2 separate regions of the Zea mays genome follow, and region 2 is linked to region 1. The links are chromatin contacts, called in public Hi-C maps. All regions are on one chromosome and are shown on one strand. Each heading gives the region's core, a stretch centred on a gene start, on an enhancer-like site or on the middle of the called end of the contact. The rest is flanking DNA. Distances are from core to core; before and after follow the strand shown. Region 1 holds the start of LOC100282658 (nudix hydrolase 4). Region 2 holds the start of LOC100274222 (DNA repair protein RAD23).

Region 1 (4,930 bases), core at 1,815-4,314:
CAACCTCCACAGCCACCACTACCTCCAGGAAGTTCAGAGCAGTAAATCAGCACAACACAGTGGTAGTAGGGTTCGTACAGAGCAGCTGTAGCCCCCTGCAGGGGGTGGGGTGTACTCCCGATCAATTTCCATCTAGATCGTGCAACCGTCAAAGGCTCAAAGCCTAGACCCTCCCTGGTACGCACGAACAGGAAGCTAGGGATACACAGGCACGAAGACGAAAGCCGTGGTCGGCGCCGCCGTTGGTTTGGGCGATGGGCGACCGTGTCATCCCATCCAATCCACCATGCATATCCCATGCCGCCTGCAGTGCACCACGCACGTCAGGGCGACGACTTGTTCTACTGGTTATTTGTATCCACCCGTACACGAGCGGTCGACGAAGAAATCCCAAACGCGCCCCCGCGCACGTAATTTGTGTGGCAGGCGGGCTGGCGTGCACTCCCCCGCCCAGCACGGCGGGTCGGTGGTGACTCGCGGGAGGGTCACTGGGTCAGCGCCGCCCGATCGATCCCAATCCCAATGCAAAGACCCAACGACGCCGGCCCGGCCGACATGGCGAAAAATGCGGCACCGGCCCTCTCGGCAGGCGCGCGGGGGGGTCGACGGACAACTGGGGCCGCAGCACGATGAGCACCACGCGCGCAGTTTGTGAATTGCGACCAGCAGTGCGCGCGCACCTGCACTGTTCCTTGTCCCTTCACCTTTTTTTCCCGTGAAAAGCAAAAGCTCTTGGAGGAGGAGGGGAAATAAAATGGGTAGAGGGAGAGAGAGAGACGTCCAGTGCAGTGCACAGTAGGTACAAGCGGGTACGCACGCACGCACCCACGATGACGGGACAGACCGGTACAGTATTCTCAACGATAAACTAGACAGGACGATGACGCTGGTGGGCTCTGCACTGCTGGAAGGCCAGAACAAAAAAAACTAGTACCAATTTATGACCCACATGGAACACAATGGAAAAGTTGTCGATGGACTGGAGAGTTTTTTTGTGTGTCATAAACTAGTGCGGTTCTTTGGACTGCAAGGGAGGAGGAAGAAGAAGAAGAGGGCGGAGAAAAAGAGTGCGCAGCGCGTGGGACTGGCACCGCGGTGGTCGGGGAGGAACCGCGGAGGCGGAGTAGGCTGGCTGGGGCCGGGCGCGTGAGCTAGGGAGGGCCATCGAGCGCAAGCCGACGCGAGCGCCGTCCCGGCGACTGGAAAAGCGCGCGGCAGCGCGGGAGCGGGTGGAGCCAGAGCCAGAGAAGCAGCTGCGAAGGCCGAGGCCGCCTCTCCCTCCCTCTCCTACGCGCTTTATCCGACGCTTGTCTTCACAAGCAGGCTGCTTGCGTGGACGTGGTCCACTGGATCCTGAACACGGCTAAACCGACAGCTGATTTGGTTGGGGAAGGCAACACTCGGAACGATGCCAGGAGGCCAGCAAGGGGTTATCTATCCGTGCCTGTTTGGGAGTACGCGTTTATTGGGAACCAGATTCAGACAAAAAAAAACAAATTCGCACAACCTAGTTAACCAATTGCTTCCTAATATTGTTTTTTTTCGTTTCTATGGCAAAAGGGTACCCCTAACAAGTGACAACCTTGTAAGCCGTGGTGATAACATTCAAAGGTACTATACGCAAGCCACTTATCATGGTTACCATGTAGTAACAGAAATGCTTTCCTCATGTATAAGACGATAAATAAATAAATAGATAAATAAATAACTGTAAATCCAGATAGCAATAATCCGTACTTTGCATTGAAACTCACAGCGCAAACGTGACTGTAATATGTGGATCTCATACCAGAGTTATATATGGGCATAGTAGATGAAAACATCTCGAGGCAAAATAATATCGCTTTCTCAAAAAAAAAATTGCCCCGTTGAAAAAAATATGTACAAGTGGGCTTCCACCCAAGAACTTGAAAAACGCTCTAACAAATTTACAAAAAAAGGAAGTCAAGAACTAGGCCATCCAACAGCAGTCGTGTTCTTCAACTCAAGGACACAAAAGAAGCTTCCATGCATGCATGGATCAAGATTAACCTACAAGTGGGTTTAGGTTTCTAGCTTCCACATCCAACCACCTGCGTGCCTGAGCCAACACCACCACATGTCTTGGCGGAAAGCGGCGGAGCGCGTGTGTATCTAAAACGTACTAACAAAAGAAGAAGGAAAACCTACGGCAAAAAGGAAATTCAAAGCCAAACGTGCCGATCTCGATCATAAACATAGCTACTGGGTCATATAAAAACATCTTCAAGCAGAACAGTTTTTTTTTCTATAGAATAGTCCAGTGCTTTTAAGGTGTTGTTTAGTTCACGAAATATAACGTAAATAGCAACGGTAGTGATTAATACTCGAGTGATTGCGGTATTAAATTTGAATGGGCTGTTATCATGCATTTTTTAGTGTGGTATCTGATTACCGGTATCAATGAAATGTTATCGGTTATCCATTACGTTACAATTACGTTAACCATACAACACCTAAAATGCATTTTAAGGTTATCTCCATCAGACTTCATATCACACAATCTATTTTAAATTCTACTCGATAAACAGCACAAAATCCCACAAAACTTGGAGAAGACTAATTGAAAAAAGTCAGCACAAAATCCCAACTGAACAGGGAATAATCGTTGGACCAAACATAAACACCCAGAACGCCATAATCAACAACCAAGTACCAGTGAACAACTAGTAGAAGCTATCCGGGTCGAACCACGCCTTTCAAAAGCAAAGCATGGTCACACAAAACCGGGTACTATTCTGGGATATATACCCAAGCAGCAGAATCGGAAGAGAAGGCAGAGAATACAATCATTTTTAGCAAAGGCAGGTGTGGCAGTCCCCAGTCCATGCACCCTGTCCACACGCCGAGGCAGGCGGAGAGCGCTGGTGCCGCGTTCCCCATCTCTTTTTTTTAAAAAAAAATTGGTCCCTTCCCTTGTCTTCTCTTATGTCGCGTGGTGCCCGTGCCGTGCCCACTCATCCTCCTCCCTCCCACTCGGCAACGACAGTGACCAGCAACCGCGGCTTCTCCTATTAATAGGCAGCAACGCCTTCCATCTGCTCCAATCCAAATCCGGCTCCTCCTCCTCCTCCTCCTGGCACTGGCAGCGAAGATCCAAAGATAGCACAATCGCATCTCACACGCCGAGCTATTTCTACTTGAGAGAATCCCCCTTCTCCCACAAGGAGCGAGTAATTTGAGGCAGAGACCGACAGAGATGGCAGCAGTTATGGTGTCTCGCCAAGGCCGGGAGCTGCAGCGGTACAGCGCGAGCACGGGCGGGCGCGTGGTGGTGGGCTGCGTCCCGTACCGCGTGCGCGGGGGCGACGGCGAGGTGGAGGTCCTGGTGATCAGCTCGCAGAAGAAGGGCCCCGCGGGGGGCGTGCTGATCCCCAAGGGCGGGTGGGAGCTGGACGAGTCCATGGACGAGGCGGCCCGGCGCGAGGCCGCGGAGGAGGCCGGCGTGCTCGGCGAGACGGGCCCCGCGCTGGGCCGCTGGTGCTACCGCAGCCGCAGCTACGACGCCACGTACGAGGGCTTCGTGCTCCCGCTGCGCGTCACCGCGGAGCTGGACCGGTGGCCCGAGATGGCCGCGCGCCGCAGGGAGTGGGTCTCCGCCGCCGAGGCCATCGCGCGCTGCCCCCACCCGTGGATGCGCGAGGCGCTGCAGCGGTTCTCCGACACCGTCGCGGTCGCGGCGGAGACGATGCACCTCGCCTCCGCCCTCTAGCTCTAGGCCCGGCCGGCCGTCGATCGCTTCCCTCTTCCCGCCGCGGTCTCGTCGGACCGCGGGCGGCCTCGCGCGTTTTTTCGGCCGCCGCGCACGGACGCGGCGCGTGCGGGGCTGCCGCCGCCTGCTCTGCTCGCTGGATTGGACGGAACACGCCATCATTCAGTCAGACAAATCTGGACGTCGTCGAGCTGTGGCACCAGGACGCGGCCTGTACATTGTTCTTGGGGGGGTCTCGTTTTGAAATACAAACTTGTAAATGTCACGGAGTTTAACGAGATCCACTGTGGTACTCTACTAGTATACAATACACGAAGAAGAAATGAACCATGGTAGAAAATGACTCACATTGACCATTCTGGCATCACGACTTCATCGCTGTTTGTTGTGCACTGAATAGTTTCTCTCTTTTTTTTATCCAAGATACAGTGCTGAATTGCATACGAACGGGACGCACTGTGCAAAGCGCAGCACTGCAGCACCTAGCTTGTGCAGCTACGAAACCAACGACGTGCTCAATGGACGCACCATATCTTTATGTGATGGCTATGATTCTAGCAAAGATATTTCGATACGTTCCTATCGTCGGGGAGCGCGTTAAATTAAAGCTATGACCGTGCATTGCTAATAGAGATGGCAATGATTACCAAAACACGAAAACCCGACTGGTTTTATCCGAACCAAATTAAGGCGTCTATGAGATAATTTCTCTATCCACGTGGACAACAATCTCTGCCTATTGGATAAACGGTACGAGTATGGATCCGTATAGTGAGATAATTTCTCTATCCACGTGGACAGAAATCTCTATCTATTGAATAGACGGTAAGAGTATAGATCAGTACTACACATACTTGTATATCTATAGGTAAAATATATCCGCATCATACCAATATTACCAACAATAAAGCACATTTTAGCTTATCCTTCTCGAGCTATTATTTATTTACCTATCAAGTTTTGTAATATTATGCTTTGTTATATTTTAAATTAAACTTTTTTGTGTTTATTTGACATTTTGATTGATTGGAACATTAGAATTTGAACCTTCCTAGCGGGTACGGGTTACTCGATAAGTAAAATTATCCGCACATACGGGATATGAATATAGGTAAGATTTTATACCCGCGAGCGAATATGGGTAACCCGACGAGTATATCTTTTGTTGATGGGTATAGATATGGAACGATGCTACCTGAT
Region 2 (4,930 bases), core at 1,167-3,666, 920 kb before region 1:
ACATGAGTGGGGTCTAGGAAAGGGATAAACCGAGGCAAGCTTTCCCCCTGCAAATGCGGAGAGGCTGCTTTGAACCCTCGACCTGGTGACTCATTGAGACAGCGACAGCTATCAACACTGCACCAGGCCTGTCATTCTAAATCTGCTAATTCATATCCCAAAGTACACCAATAAACATGGATGAGTCCTATGACACATGTGAACACTAATGACATGCCAATTCATATCCCACACAAGACAGACAAGATTTGGAATGCAATTCATTTTTACAACACAAGTACTTCTACATTGCAACCCCGAAGAAGAACACTAGCGAAATACGAAAATAACTACATCAACTATGCCAAAACTAACCAGAGTTGCAGGAGCTTTTGCAGTAGTAGCGGTAGAAGCTCCACTCGATGATGCCTTAGCCTAGCAAAAAATCATGTCATGCATGTCAGATTAGATAGAACATAAAGATTAGAAGCTAATAGCAGCTTAACCAAATAAATCAGTGTCAACTGTAGCTGAAGTTAAAAATTGGAAAATATATAACGGGTCATGGAAGCTGTTAAAAGACATCTTCACACGAAATCGACATAACTCTGAACGTTGTATTTTCGTTTTTGTGAAGTAATTAAATTTAGGTCAGTCACAAAGAGGGGAAAACCCCACAAAACCCAATACGAAGCATTCAATATCTTATGTTGTCATTATCACCTTGAAAGCAATCAATTCATCGACCAAGCAAGTAAAGGTTGAGTTTTATTTAAAATGCACTAAGCAGTTGACAATGTAGCCATTGTATTTCACAAAAGAGCAGTAAAAATGGAGAGTAAATACGAAGAAACTGGAAAAGAAAAGAGATGAAATAATTCAAATCCAAATCTGTGTTATGTTGAATCTGAGACTTCCATTCTGGAAGACTAATCACTTGGTCATACAGAGTTGAGGAAATCAAATAACAATTTGCAAGATATTCAAAGAAATAATTTACAATTTACATGGAAATCATCAAAGAAATCAGTCACAATGCCAATTCTCAGGCAAATGACTGCACCATCCAGAGCACTAGCAGAAGTAACAAGACAACTATCTACTGTAGATAACTTATGAGCATCATAATTCATAAGGCAAACTACTAATATTTTACTAGCAATCCATACATGTAACAATAACAGCTGAAGTAAAGTAAGATATGAAAGTGAAATTAATGCAACCAACCCAAAACACTCAAAATATGGCACGACTTGCAGGCAAACCAATCACAGTTTCCAGTTAAGAACCAGATTATTGAACACATCACTGATGGGATAAGACAGAGAGCACCAAATACCTTGGACAACATTATAACAAGGAAGCTGTTCTCAGCAACTCCGTTGCTTTCCAAAGTGGTTTCATCCTTGAGAATTTTCCCTTGGTATATGAGCATTTGCTGGTCCGCCCGGTAGGTACTCTGACCTTGAGTGGTCTCAATGATCCTCTTCACATCAGCAACCTGAAAATTACAAGCAGTGAGTAGGCTGCACGACTAGAGACGTTGCCGAGCAACATAAATAGAACACCACGACATGCTGAATCATCCGTCTGTACAGCAACCGCGCCGCATTACTGTGATAATTACGACGAACACACGCAACCACAAACCCCAAACTCCAACCAACGACAAACCCTAGACTATGTCCCGTGTGAGAAACTGAAGTTCAAAATGCAGAAAACCAGAGAGCAACGGGCTCCCACCATCCGCCGGCTGGACGCCCCCAAAATAAAAACCCTAGATTCATATCAAAGCCCCCTGCGCTACCAGCGGCCGGCAGCGCAATCGCTGCACCAGATAACCGCGAAATCGTACCGAGCCGCACCCGAATCCAGGGAAACGGTCAAAAATTGCACGGAATCGATCGGATTGAAGTGAGAAGGACGGGAAGGGGGCCGTACCGATGCATCGGGGCTCGCCTCGATCTCGAAGTTGGTGCCCTTGAGGGTCTTGACGTTAAGCTTCATCTCGCCCGACGCCGCCTCGGTCCTTGAACTCTCCCTCCTCACGCTGCCTGACTGAGGTTCGAGTTGGGGACTGGCGAGGGTTTCGTCGCCTCGCCTTGGGGGTTCGACCTCGCGAGGGCGCACGGGGAAGAGTAATTATAGGCGAAAAAAAATCCGGAGGCTACAAAAGAGAAATCAGCGCCTGGCGGCTGGCTCTCAGGGTCGACCTAGATATTCTCGCTGTCCCGTGGGACCGTGCCTGATTGATCCTGGCGTCAGTGAAAGGGGCGGGTGATTGGATCGGAAGGCGTGGAGAGTGGTGGCGAGGTTGTGGGTGGATCTAGCTGCACTGTCACGCACACGCGGGTGTTTTGAGGCGGTTGCGCTGTGCGCTGGCCGCTGGCTGAGGGGATAGATGTAAACGGAAGTGTGCCCGGTTGGGAAAAAAAAGTTGCCCACACCAATACACGGTTAGGCTGGCTCGACCGACTTTGAGCTGTTTTGTTAAGCTAATATTAGCCAGATGAGCGTACATTGCTACGGTTTCTATATATATATGTCGATGTTTCGACCCCGGGGTTCCTGTACGAAACACGAAGGGAGGCAAAAAGGGGAGACAGGCAAAAGGGGAAACTCGCGGCCTTCGTGTTGCCCTGCGCCTAGGTCGGGTATGCTTGCAGTAGGGGGTTACAAGCGTCCGCGTGGGAGAGAGCGAGAGACTTTACGCGTCGTCCCGTTCCCCCGCGCGGCCAACCTTCTTGTAAGAGAGCCCTGGACCTTCCTTTTATAGGCGTAAGGAGAGGGTCAAGATGTACAATGGGGGTGTAGCAGTGTGCTAACGTGTCTAGCAGAGAGGAGCTAGTGCCCTAAATACATGTCGTCGTGGCAGCCGGAGAGGTCTTGGCACCCTGTTCATGTGATGTCGTGGTCGTCGAAGGAGCGCTGGAGCCTTGCGGAAGGACAGTTGTCGGGGCTGTCGAGTCCTTGCTGACGTCTCCTTGCTTCCGTAAGGGGCTGAGAGCCGCCGTCGTCACGGAGCACGCGGGGCGCCATCATTATTTGTTTACCGGGGCGAGCCAGGTGGGACGTCGGTCTTGTTCCCCGTAGCCTGAGCTAGCTAGGGGTAGGGTAATGATGGCCCCCCTGTGACGTGGTCGGTCCGAGCCCTGGGCGAGGCGGAGGCTCCTCCGAGGTCGAGTCTGTCTTCCGAGGTCGAGGTCGAGTCCGAGCCCCGGGTCGGGCGAGGCGGAGACCATCGTCTGAGGCCGAGGCCGAGTCCGAGCCCTGGGGTCGGCGAGGCGGAGTTCGTCGTCTTCCGGGGCCGAGTCCGAGCCCTGGGGTCGGGCGAGGCGGAGTTCGTCGTCTTCCGGGGCCGAGGCCGAGTCCGAGCCCTGGGGTCGGGCGAGGCGGAGTTCGTCGTCTTTCGGGGCCGAGGCCGAGTCAGAGCCCTGGGGTCGGGCGAGGCGGAGCTTCCTATGGCGCCCGAGGTCGGACTTGGCTGCTGTCCGCCTCACTCTGTCGAGTGGCACAGCAGTCGGAGCGGCGCAGGCGGCGCTGTCTTCTTGTCAGGCCGGTCAGTGGAGCGGCGAAGTGACTGCGGTCACTTCGGCTCTGTCGACTGAAAGGTGCGCGTCAGGATAAGGTGTCAGGCCATCCTTGCATTAAATGCTCCTGCGATACGGTCGGTCGGTGTGGCGATCCGGCCAAGGTTGCTTCTCGGCGAAGACTGGGCCTCGGGCGAACCGAAGGTGTGTCCGTTGCTTGAGGGGGTCCTCGGGCGAGACGTGGATCCTCCGGGGTCGGTTGCCCTTGCCCGAGGCTGGGCTTGGGCGAGGCGAGATCGTGTCCCTTGAGTGGACCGAGCCTTGACTTAATCGCACCCATCAGGCCTTTGCAGCTTTGTGCTGATGGGGGTTACTAGCTGAGATTAGGAGTCTTGGGGTACCCCTAATTATGGTCCCCGACAGTAGCCCCCGAGCCTCGAAGGGAGTGTTAATACTCGCTTGGAGGCTTTTGTCACACTTTTTTGCAAGGGGACCGACCTTTCTCGGTTGCGTTTTCGTTCCGGTGGGCGCGCGCACCGGGTGTAGCCCCCCGAGGCCTCGGAGGAGTGGTTTGACTCCTTCGAGGTCTTAATGCGTTTCGTGATGCTTTGGCCGGTCTGGTTGTTCCCTCATGCGAACTGGCCGTAGCCCGGGTGCACAGTCGAGTCCCAAGTTCTCGGGCTGGTATGTTGACGCTGTCAACGGTTTGGCCGGAGCCGGGTTTGTGAGAGCAGCCCCCGAGCTTCCGCATAGAGCGAGAGGACGGTCAAGGACAGACTCTACTTTTTTACATACGCCCCTGCATCGCCTTTCCGCAAGGAGGAGGGGGGAAAGCGCCATGTTGCCCTCGGAGGGCGCCGGACGTGGTGTCTCCAGTGAGTTGCTAACGGGTAATCCGAGTGGACGCCCGTGTGTAACACCCTAAAACCCTATTTTTTTGGGATCTAGAAAAAAAAATCATCTCAGGAACTAAATAAAAATGTTATCTAAGAAAAGATGGGAGAAAAAAAAATCATCGTAAGACTAGAGGTACTTTTTGAATAAACTATATATAAAGTACTTGTAAAGAAAAAATATCCCACCAAGGTAATTCTTTATATTGGACCTTACTTTTCACAAAAGAAATATATAATGAATATTTTTGTTCTTCTAAATTAAACTTTTTAACTTTGATCACACATTCAAAATTATTTGTGCATTGCATTTGTGAACCAATACTTAGATAAATAAATTGGCAAATTTTATACTGGTGTTTTTGTTTGTGCATTAAAAACCTAAATTTAAAATCTCAAATTCGAACTCAATTTTGAAATTGGATATCAAATAAAAACAAAATAACAAGAAAAGAAAAAGAAAAGGAGAAAATCAGTTCTGGGCTCGCGCAAGCACATTTCGGCCCATCTCCACTTATCTCCTCTCTT

The links. Hi-C and Micro-C count contacts between places; a contact is called where the count stands out from the background.
Region 2: a contact with region 1 is called in a Hi-C map of tassel, with 2.5 times the contacts expected there. The contact joins the promoter of LOC100274222 here to the promoter of LOC100282658 in region 1. A contact is called at or near these places in 2 of 25 Hi-C or Micro-C datasets (bundle sheath and tassel).

The regions. Positions count from the first base shown.
Region 1 is chr9:33,306,997-33,311,926 of Zm-B73-REFERENCE-NAM-5.0, reverse strand. LOC100282658 (nudix hydrolase 4) reads left to right here and starts at 3,064. Exons shown (of 1, transcript NM_001155566.2): 1 at 3,064-4,058. The coding sequence starts at 3,218. The coding sequence ends at 3,730.
Region 2 is chr9:34,225,825-34,230,754 of Zm-B73-REFERENCE-NAM-5.0, reverse strand. It overlaps LOC100274222 (DNA repair protein RAD23), which reads right to left and starts at 2,416. Exons shown (of 12, transcript NM_001148593.1): 1 at 1,921-2,416; 2 at 1,319-1,480; 3 at 355-414. The coding sequence starts at 1,986.